2 separate regions of the Arachis hypogaea genome follow, and region 2 is linked to region 1. The links are chromatin contacts, called in public Hi-C maps. All regions are on one chromosome and are shown on one strand. Each heading gives the region's core, a stretch centred on a gene start, on an enhancer-like site or on the middle of the called end of the contact. The rest is flanking DNA. Distances are from core to core; before and after follow the strand shown. Region 1 holds the start of LOC112730174. Region 2 holds the start of LOC112727592.

Region 1 (5,597 bases), core at 1,144-3,643:
GTTAGGGGGTTGAGGGGGGTTGGAAAATTGAGTATGATAAAAGAGCTAAAAAAAAGCAAAAATTAAATATGTTAGGCTTGGTTGAAACAAAATTGCAAGTTGTGAATAAATTCGATGTCGTACGTATTTGGGGAAGTGATGCGGTGGATGGGAGTTTGTAGGATCGGTAGGCACATCTGGGGGTCTGTTATTAATGTGGGATGAGTTGCTATTTAGAATGAATAACTGCTACAAAGAGGATAGGTGGCTATGTGTTGAGGGAGTTTTTTTGAAAAATGAGTTCCATTGTGCTTTCTGTTTGGTTTATGGTCCGCATATGAGAGTTGAAAAACTTGTTGTTTGGGAGGAACTGAGCTATATAGCAGGGTTATGTCAAGTCCCGATATGCTACTTGGGTGACTTCAATGAGGTGATACAGGTTGATGAAAGGAAAAATCAGGACAGATTAACAGCGTCTGCAGAAGATTTCAAGGGTTGGATCCAAGATATGCAATTAGTGGACTTACCACTGAATGATCGCAAGTTTACATGGTATAGAGGTAGATCCTGTAGTCATATTGACAGAGTCCTGCTGAGTGTAGAATGGACTGAAGAGTTCCCGGAGATTCGTTTAAAAGGTGGTCCGAGAGGCTTGTCAGATCATTGCCCAATAATAGTCGAAGTTACTAAGTTTAGAGGAGGCCCACGTCCGTTCCGGACTTTAGACTCATGGTTTACACATGAAGGATTCCTAAGAATGGTCAGGGAGGAATGGCGGAATATTGGAGAGGGACAGTTCACAGATAAATTGAAGGCTCTTACGGTGCCTTTGGGAAAATGGCATAAAGAGAAATTTAGTGACTTGGAAAAGAAAATTCAGCGTTTTGAGGAGGAGATCAAGAGGGTGGATGATATGGTTGGAAATGGTGTCTATGATGGTACTATGGAGGCTAGAAGGAAGGCTCTAGTAAGTTGTTGCAAGCAGTGGTATGTGAGGAAAGAGGTACATTGGAAACAGATGTCGCGTTCTAGGCATGCGAAGGACATGGATAGAAACACTCGGTACTTTCATAGTTTGGCGTCGGCAAGAAGAAGGAACAATAGGATCGATGCTTTGGTGATTAATGGTAGGTTGGTAAGAAATCAAGGTAGGATCAAGATTGCCATCAGAGACTTCTACAGAGAGTTGTATCACCAGGAGAGATCCCCGGTAATAGGGTTTAGAGACGGTCTGGTTAATCAGATTAACGAAGAAGAATCCAGTGCATTGGAGTGCATACCATCATTGGTGGAGATTAGGGAGGCTGTTTGGGACTGTGAATCCTCTAAGGCTCCAGGAAGTGATAGGTATAATATGAACTTCATCAAAAAGTGCTGGGATGAGATCGGCACGGAGTTCTCGACAGCTGTTCTGGATTTCTTTCGGTCATCAAGGTTGCCGCCTGATTCCAATGTTACTTGGGTGGCTCTGGCTCCGAAGTTCACTGGAGCCAAAGAGATCAAAGACCTCAGGCCGATCAGCATGGTTGGATGCATCTACAAAGTCATTTCAAAGGTGATGGTCAGAAGGATGAGATCAGTGATGCCAGGCTTAGTAGGGGAGACTCAAAGTGCATTTGTGAAAGGTTGGAAAATTCATGATGGGGCTCTGATTGCGTGCGAAACAGTGCAATGGCTGAAGGCAAGGAAGAAGAAGGCGGCAATTATTAAATTAGACTTCCAGAAGGCTTATGATAGAGTGAAGTGGAACTTTGTGGATATTGTGCTGCAGAAGATGGGATTTGGGCGGAGATGGAAAGAGTGGGTTAGGGAGTGTATCGGTTCAGCGTCCATGGCAATTCTGATAAATGGCTCCCCTTCCAAACCATTCAAGATGGAGAGAGGCTTGAGACAAGGTGACCCTTTGTCCCCATTCTTGTTTGTTCTGGTAGTGGAGGTCTTACACAGGATGATAGGGGAGGCAGTGAGAAACAGACGAATCTCGCCGCTGCTGGTGGGGAAGGAAAACATAGAGTTATCACATCTCCAGTTTGCAGACGATACTATTTTATTTTGCCCACCGGAGGAGGAGACCATTAGAAACTATGCCAGACTCTTAAGGTGTTTTGAGATTATGTCGGGGTTAACGATTAACTTTGATAAATCCAGCTTAATCCCAATCAATTGTGAACAGCTCTGGACTGACAACATGTGTAGCTTATTGGGATGTAAAGAAGCGAACCTCCCAGTCCGTTATCTTGGCATTCCTTTAGGAGCAAACCCGAGGCTGGTAAAGACATGGAAGCCGATAATTGACAAGGTTGAGGAAAAGCTCAGTTTGTGGAAGGCTAAGGTGCTAAATAAAAGCGGGTAAGCTAGTCCTTATTAAGTTTGTGTTGAATAGCTTGCCAGTGTACTATCTAAGCCTGTACAAGATGCCGAAGGCCGTGGCAGAAAAGTTGATATCATTACAAAGAAGATTCTTATGGAGTAAGGAGGAAGGTAGGAATGGGATAGCACTAGTCAAGTGGGAAGTGGTTCAGGCCCCTAAAAAGGAGGGAGGCTTGGGGGTAGGAGATGCAGTGATTAGGAACTCCGCCCTACTATTTAAGTGGTGGTGGCGATTTTCAAAGGAGGAGTGCCCTTTATGGAAGAAGGTTGTTTGCTCCTGTTACGACCTGAAGCCCAATATGATGTTATCATCTCAGCAAATGCCTACTAAAGGGGGACCGTGGAAGGACATATGCCAGTTGCAGCTCAAGGATAGTAATGTAAGGGACAAGTTGATTACTGGGTTGTCTATGGAGGTGGGTGATGGCAGGAGGACTCTTTTCTGGAAAGATGTCTCGTTACAAGGCGGTTCCCTCAGGTTGAGGTTTCCGAGACTTTTCTCTATTTCAAACCAGCAAGGATCTGTCATAGGGGATTGCGGATTTTGGGATGGGCTAGAGTGGGTATGGAATTTCCAGTGGAGGCGAGGCCTATATCAATGGGAGTTGGAATTATTGAACAGGTTACATGAGGTTTTAAGGCCTATAAAACTAGCAAGTGATAAGCAAGACAGACTTGTATGGAAGTATGGCAAGGAAGGAATTTTTTTAACTAACTCTTTTGTGCAGGTGGTGCAATCAGAGACTCTCCCAGAGGATATCACAAGTTTCAGCTTCACCAGAACCATTTGGAAAGGTTTGGCGCCACCACGAGTGGAGTTATTTATTTGGTTTGTGCTGATAGAAAGAGTAAACACTAAAGAAAGACTACATAGATTGGGAATACTTAGGCATGGGGACAATATATGTGTGTTTTGTAAAAGAGATGTTGAACATATTTACCACATGTTCCTGGGGTGTGAGTTTACTTGGCAGGTATGGTGTCGATGGCTTTCTGATCTCGGGAGAGCGTGGTCTATTCCGGGCTCACTCAAGGAACATTTTGAGAGTTGGACAGGTGTCGTGAACAGTAATGAGGAGCGGAATCAGTGGTTAAGGTGCTTCTTTGCGGTCATTTGGAATATATGGCTTGAGAGGAACAGACGTATTTTTAATTCCAAAGAAGGTGGTTCAGAAGAGGTGTATCAATGGTCCTTGACCAGTTATAGAGAGTGGAGTAGCAGGAACCGTGTTGTTGTTGATGGCAATGCCGGAGATGACAACAGGGGTAGTTGATTTACTTTGCTATATTTCCTTTATTTTAATGTCCTCAGTTTGATTGTATGCTGCTCCACTGTATTGTGTTGAGCTTTCTTGTTCAAAAAATTAAAACTTTTCAGTGCTTGAACAATTGTTTGAACAAATAGAAGGTGATTTAGGTGATGAGAACATTTGTGGAATAAAACACACTGCAGAAAGGATTTCAAGAACTAACAGCATTTTTTCAAGTTGTTGACGGTACTGGAGATTCATACATAGTCCTGCATATATAACATTGGTGATCAACAAAGATGCAATCGAGAGGAGAGGAGGAGTATGGCGGTGATTGCGAACCGTGAGGGGAGGAGGGTTGTGGCGGTGATTATGAACCGCGAGGGGAGACTGTGGCGGTGGTGATGAGAAATTGCGACGAGAATGGCAGTGTGGTGGTGATAAATTGCGACGAGGAGGGCGCTGTGGTGGTTGGCAGCGCTGAGAATCGCAAGGGAGGCGCTGTGGTGTTTGACGGCGGTGCAAATCGTGAGGGAGGATGACACTCCTGAAGGACGACGATGGCGAGAGTAGTTCGAGTGGGAGTGGGACACAATCACAGTGCGTTATCTTATGGGGATGTGAGAGAGGAAGAGAAGAATACGGCATTATGGGAATTGTTTTATAAAATCTAATTTTTCAAACCATTGATGTCAATTAATAATAACTTAATAAAATAAATTAAAATAACTATAATTAATTGAGTTGTTTAATTTTTGCCTCGTTAGACATTTAGTTTCTTATATTTTTTCTTTTCAAAATATTGGATAAACTCTGTGGTTTGTGTATAAATAGTTAAATACAGAGAGTTGTAACAGTGTTTCGTACTGTGTTATTCATAATCAACACTTCTTGACTCAAACCTGATAGAGTAAAAAATCAATTAACCACGCAAGTTGACGTCGTATTCCCGTGCACCGCACAGGGTAGTGCACTAGTAGGTTTTGTAAATAGAGAAGATGAGAGAACCTTTTTAGTCTTGATCAAAAAAAAAAAAAAGAAAAGAGATTTTTGCCCTCAGTGTGTATATATATATATATATATATATAAGACAAGGAATTTGAATTTTCTTGTGAAAACAACAAACTAAGCTAAACCCCAAATTGGCACTTCTTATTTAAACTATACATATTTATCATTACATATTTATCATTCTTCGTTTTGAGTAGCATACACTTACCATTCATGCACTATATCCACCACATACAGTCTTCGCTGATAAATTAAAACGATATTATTCGGTTGCAAAGGTCATGTTTACCTTCTCTCCATGCATAGAGCAGATACGTCATAAAGAAAAAAAAAAAAAACTTTTAACTTTCTCATGTAGGACTTTTTTGCCGTTTTAATTTAACCAAGAAAAGAAAAAGGAATAGAAGATATTAAAACACAGGCGAGAAACATATAAAAAGGTCACGAGATAATAGATAGTTACATTATCATTAGGAGATCTGAGTGTAAAGTTTACCAGTGCAAACGGTACAAAAAAGATAAGGGTATAATAGTCAACTAAAGAGGTGATATTGGCGAGCATAGTTCTGATATAATTCAAGACAATGACTATAATTTAACTTTAAAATTTTATTTTTATTTTTACAAGAACATAACTGAAATATTTTTTCCACTAAGTTTATATATATATGAAAACTTCATAGATGCAGCTCGAGCAGATGTAGGGGAAGATAATTTTACATTTTGGTATAGCAACATTTACACACAATTCAAAGAGAAGAATAAATAGGTAAACCTGCTAGAGTTGTTCCAGAATCAACAATAAAATTATTGCCGGTGACATATTCAGATGAATCGTGAATCAGGTAACGAACTAAAGATGTCAATGCTGGATTCGATGTGCCATAAGTTCTCAATGGTACTATTTTCTTCATCACATTATCTAACCAATCTTTTTGCATTAAACTCTCAGTGATTTCAGACTTGAAAATTCCAGGGGAAATAGAA
Region 2 (5,597 bases), core at 1,748-4,247, 230 kb after region 1:
TCCTACTAAAAACATACTAAAAACAATGTCAAAAAGCGTATAAATTATCCGCTCATCAACGACGTTCACCTTCTAACGTCAACCAGAAGGGATGCCGACCTTCAGCCAGACGAACCTTGAAGTATTTGTCCTTGAAACCATGATAGGAATCTTCGAAAAGGGCAAAGATCCTCCGACTTTGAGCGAACCGGAAGGACATAAAGCCTTTTTTGGCTTTCCCCTCCTTTGAAGGGTTTGTAAGAGTAAAAAGGAATAAAAACACCTCGACAGAGGCCGGCAGCTCCAAGTATTCACAGACCATCTCGAAACAGCGGATCGAAGCCCAGCTGTTCGGATGCAATTGAGACGGCGCTACGTCACACCAGTTGAACAGCACCATTTGAAAAGGGGAAAGGGAATACACACTCCCAGTTGGGTGAATATCGCCTTCTAAAACCAGATCCAATCGGCAATCCGGGGGGAGTGCAGGTTTAGTTGGTATATCCGCTCGTGAGGGGCGGGCACGAAGACCTCGTAATTGGCCTCCTCGTCACTCCCACCACACAAGTATTTGGCTTGTCGGAACTCGGTGAGCTCCGCTACATCCATCTGGTTAGGGGAATCCTTCACGTCCGAAGTTACCCAGGCGTACCGGTCATAAGGTGCTCTCGCAATGGAAGCCTGCGCAACAGGACGTTGGGCCATACCTACAGTGAGGGCACCACTCACAGTTAGTCTAAGAGACCGGAAGATCGAGATGGCCCAGAAACTACAGTTTTCCTATTCGATAGCTATAGTCAAACAAAGGATAAATCTATGGCCAAAGTAAAGCCTAAAAAATCAACATTTTGGAATGGTAACCCCCTAATGCATCTACCTAACACTAACACCATGCAATCCAACCAAACAAGCAACGCACGTCCGAAAGCAAGATAGGAAAGCAAGCAGTATAACAGCAGAGCAAAGCTATACATATAGATAACTTACCAGGTTAATAGTAGTGATCGAAGAAGGATGAAAAACTAGGAGAAATCTGGACAAAGCAGAGATGCACAGCAAGGAGCTTGGAAAGGGTGAGAGGAGATGGAAGAGACGTGATGATAGTGGAAGAACTGGACGCGAAAATGAAGGAAAACCAAAAGGAAACTAAGACATGAAGAAGCGCGAAAGACAGGGGTAGAACAGTCATTTCACGTAGGATTTTGAATAACTCATTATGAGCATTAAATGCTCAGCGCAAAAAACGAGGCGAGAAGCGGCGCACCCCTGCAACGAAGAGACTCACGTGCGCAGGAGACGCGTCCCGAGCACGAGCGACCGGCAAAGCGACAACACACACAAAGAGGAACTGAACGCGCCAACTACGATGCTCACGGCCATAGCTGGCACATTGGGGGCACTGTTGCGGCCCAACCCAGCTGGCCACATAGCCGACCCGGCCCAAAATACGGTTCCACCCGACCCGAGCGGCCGAACTGCGGGGCATCACACGTCTTGACCCTGACCCGGACACCTCTCCTCATATGGAGCCAGCTACCCCACAGTTGGAGCTAGAAAAGTTCGAGGAAGGTGGGTCTGTCCTCGTGGGACCCACCCCTCTGATAAGGTATAAAAGGGGAGGGCCCTACCCCTCCCCAAGGTACGTCACTACCACCTTTTTACTCTACGTTACCTGCGTACTTTCTGACTTGGGCGTCGGAGTGTCATTGCAGGTGGCATCCCCCACGCCTCACGAAGAGCTCGAGAGGTTGTCGGCTTGCGCATCTCACGTACAGACCCAGATCCAGGCTGATCCCCACCTTCTCATCTGGAGCACCCCTCTTTCCCGTCCGAAGCTCCGAGCTACCGAACACTATAAACGAGATACATGCAAAATTATCTCGTTTACAGTGTAAACGAAATAAGAGAAGAATATTTATTTCGATAAATATTTTTTAAATTATTTAATTTGATAATTATTATATTTAATTTATTTATTAAAATAAAAAATTCAGATTATACATACATTGGTCCGGATCAAAATTGAAAACTGAATGTGTACGTGTTATAGAGTTATTGTATTGAGGAGCTTTCTATGGTGGTGAAAGTATCTTCATGACCTTAAAAGACCAAGAAACATAATGAAATAGAAAATAATTTTGGGGTTCTTTTGTAAATATGGGGTTCTCATCACAAGAACCAATCCATCCACCACAGATGCACTTGGCAACCTGTGCTTCAACGCGTCAATGACGGCTGTGCCGTTGGCAAAAATTTTTCCATCGACGACCTTCTAGACTTCTCCGAATTCCAACAAAAAAAAAGACAGCACCTCGAAAATTTTTCACAGGACCGTACTGAAGATGACTCCAACTCCAACTCTTTCACTGCCACTGTGGACTCCGACTCCATTTTTGCTGGCAAATTGTCCTTTGCTTTGTCCGTTAACAATAGTTTTTTTCTTCTCTTCTTTTAGTTACTCTTTGCTCAACAACATTGTCTGCTCTTCGTTCCTCTACCTCAAGTGGACAACGAGCAAGTTGAAACATCGACTTTCGATTGTGGTTCTGAAACTGAGATCGAGGTTTTGAATTGAATAGATCTCTAACAATTAATTTGTTAAAATTTTTTCAGTAGACCTCATTAACTTTTTCTTTCAGATAATAATAATAATAATAATAATAATAATAATAATAATAATAATAATAATAATAATAATAATGAAATTTCATCAAACAATTTTTGAAAATTATAAATAAAAAAATGGAAGAGAGCATGAATGTGGTAACTCGTAATGCAGCATAGGTATATTTGTACATTAAATTTATTTATTTTTCATAGTATAAAGTCTGATTGTGTATCTGTCATTGTTGGACATGAGAGAAATAAGTCATGGACAACGTGAAAAGTAGGTTTAATCGTTGAGAATATGAGGAAGGAACACTTGGGTAGGATTTAGAATTAGGCATGACTTTAATTTGATCTTTTTATGAACTATAATCTAAATTATAAAAGTTGGGTAAAGAATGAATTCCGGTCATACAAATAGAATATTTTAAATTGTAATTTGAATTTTTTAAATTTTAAATTTTATTTTAAATAATAAAGTATAACTTTTCTTCATTTATTTTATAAATAAAATTAAAAAAATATAAAAATAATTTAAAAATAAAAAATTATAATTTATTTTTTAAAATAAAATTTAAAAATTTAAAATTTAAAAAATCCAAATTGTTTAAATAATTGGTCCTCCAAACTCCACAATCTACTTTCCGACAATTCCTTGTATTGAAGGGAACTTTTAGGACAAGGGAAGTCCACATTCCACAACCCTAGCAGCACACTGACTGACTGAAAAAGGGTGAGGCAATGACGAGGGCGTACGGCGGGAAGGGGCGGAAGCGAAAGCTAGCTGAGCCCAAATACGACCGCCAGGAAGATCAAGATTACCACCAAGAAGACCAGCAACCGCAGCCAAAGCGCCAAGAACCAGAACAGCAACAACCACCCGCTGATAACAACGAAGAACTGCCGGGCATCCCTATTGCCCCAACCGAACTTCAAACTGACAAGCCCAACGTCATCTTCATCCTCGAAAAGGCTTCTTTGGAGGTCGCCAAAGTTGGCAAGGTAATAATTTTATTAAATTGCATTTTGGACCTATGGCTTTTGGTTATTGCGTTTCACTGTAAATTGGGGTCTTTTGAGTGCAGACTTATCAGCTCTTGAACTCGGATGAACATGGCCATTTCCTCCGAAAGAATAACAAGAACCCCGGTGATTATAGGCCTGACATTACTCATCAGGTTGGTTTGTTGGTTGAACTTTCTAGAATTTGTTTTTGACTTTGTTTTTTCAAATATTTACATGCCTACGAGTTTCAATTGGCTTTGTTATGGTCCTTGTTCGTATAACCAGAGTCACTCCTATGGTTAGTCTCTTCCTTTACCTCGTTAAACTTAATTTTCAACTTCCAAATGAATTTAGATGGTATGTTTTTTTCCACTTCATTTCTTGGATTTTTTACTCCGTCTGGCTAGTGTCTTGGGGACACTGAGAAAGTTATACCGTGGGGATTGAAATCCACGGTCTTAGCGTACATCTCAGAAGGAAGGACCGTGTCCATTTGTTGATAAGTGGGTGGAATGGAAGGGTAGGGTTAACATTAAAAACAAAAGTTATGTTTGGGAGCTTTAGCATAGCACATAGAATAGCAAGGAGTGGTGTGGCACTGGTCAAGAGGAACATGTTTGGAAGGATGCAGAAGCCCTCAGTTGCCGTCTCCGAACAGTAAAAATGATGATTCCAAATCGGGGGGTCTAAGACAGAGACAGGCGAGCGCAGTGCCCTCTCTCCCCTTGAGCACTCAAACAGCACAGGGTGGTCCGTTCTGCGCCTCCCTTCTCCTCTCCAATGCATTAGTGGCCCTTCCTTCCCACCTCCAAAAATCTTCCAAACATAGCCAAACGTTTTGAGCAGTTTGCTAAAGCCCTTAGGGCTTACTGTTATTGATGGATTGAAGCCTTCTCTTGTCCCATTCCCTCCTTATAAATCATTTTCAAACATGGGTATCATTAAAATATCACTGTCATTCCTCTGATCTTTATACTTCCAAACAATGTTCTAAATAGCAGGGTGTGTGTTCATTTGTTTACTTTTCTCTTGAAAGTTGTATCATTATAGCTTTTTCTTGCTGCTCTGTGTTATTTTAAATCTTGATATTTGCCAAATTATGTTTTTAGGCTCTTCTATCTATTTTGGATAGCCCACTGAATAAGGCTGGGAGGTTGCGCACAGTATATATAAAGACTGAAAAAGGTGTTCTTATAGAGGTTAAGCCATATGTTCGTATTCCCAGAACATTTAAGCGGTTCTCTGGTGTTATGTGTAAGTTACAACTTGTAGATTCCCATCTGTGTGCACTTTTATGTATTTTGTATTGAATTTTTCCAGCGAGAAAACTGAATGAGCTCTCATTTATCAAATCTCAATAAATTTTACTATCTTGCAGTGGAACTGCTGCAAAAATTGAGCATATCTGCTGCTGGCAAGCGTGAGAAGCTTCTACGCGCAATAAAAAACCCTGTAACCCAGTATTTGCCTCTTAACTCTAGAAAAATAGGTAACTTTTCTTTTACAATTGTATTGAAAATTGTTTCAAGCAAGGTTAAATGATTGTTGAGAAGGAGTTTCTCTTGTTGGTTGGAAAGAGAAAACAGTATGATGCTTGTTTCCATCTTTTACCGTCGTTTTTTTTTCCTTTTTCAATGTTAGGTCTCTCCTACAGTTCAGACAAGCTGGTAACCATGAGGGACTATGTATCAACTATACCCAGTAATACAGACCTTGTCTTTGTGGTACTCTCTGAAGTTCAACTCTCTGTTATTGTTATTATCTCGGTTGATATGAAATTTAATAATCTATTTTTCAGGTGGGAGCAATGGCCCATGGGAAAATTGAGACAGATTATACAGAGGACTACATAGCAAGTATGTATACACTATATATGCGCTTGCCTTCTGGTTTTGTTAATAGCTATATACAAATAATTCTACACTCACCTTTTTAGCCACATTTATTTTCTTCTGTTTAGTCTTTTGTCTTTGCGGTGCTTTAGCCTATCGCCTTGTCCCTATTCA

What was found. A called contact is a pair of places that touch in the nucleus more often than the background predicts.
Region 2: a contact with region 1 is called in a Hi-C map of leaf, with 1.9 times the contacts expected there. The contact joins the promoter of LOC112727592 here to the promoter of LOC112730174 in region 1. A contact is called at or near these places in 4 of 8 Hi-C or Micro-C datasets (leaf and an unstated tissue).

What each region holds. Positions count from the first base shown.
Region 1 is chr12:83,316,475-83,322,071 of arahy.Tifrunner.gnm2.J5K5, forward strand. LOC112730174 reads left to right here and starts at 2,394. Exons shown (of 3, transcript XM_025780274.1): 1 at 2,394-2,971; 2 at 3,078-3,144; 3 at 3,324-3,623. The coding sequence starts at 2,394. The coding sequence ends at 3,623. It overlaps LOC112727591, which reads right to left. Exons shown (of 3, transcript XM_025777397.3): 3 at 5,200-5,597. The coding sequence ends at 5,360.
Region 2 is chr12:83,549,982-83,555,578 of arahy.Tifrunner.gnm2.J5K5, forward strand. LOC112727592 reads left to right here and starts at 2,998. Exons shown (of 7, transcript XM_025777399.2): 1 at 2,998-3,588; 2 at 3,672-3,764; 3 at 4,701-4,845; 4 at 4,970-5,080; 5 at 5,233-5,315; 6 at 5,390-5,447. The coding sequence starts at 3,328.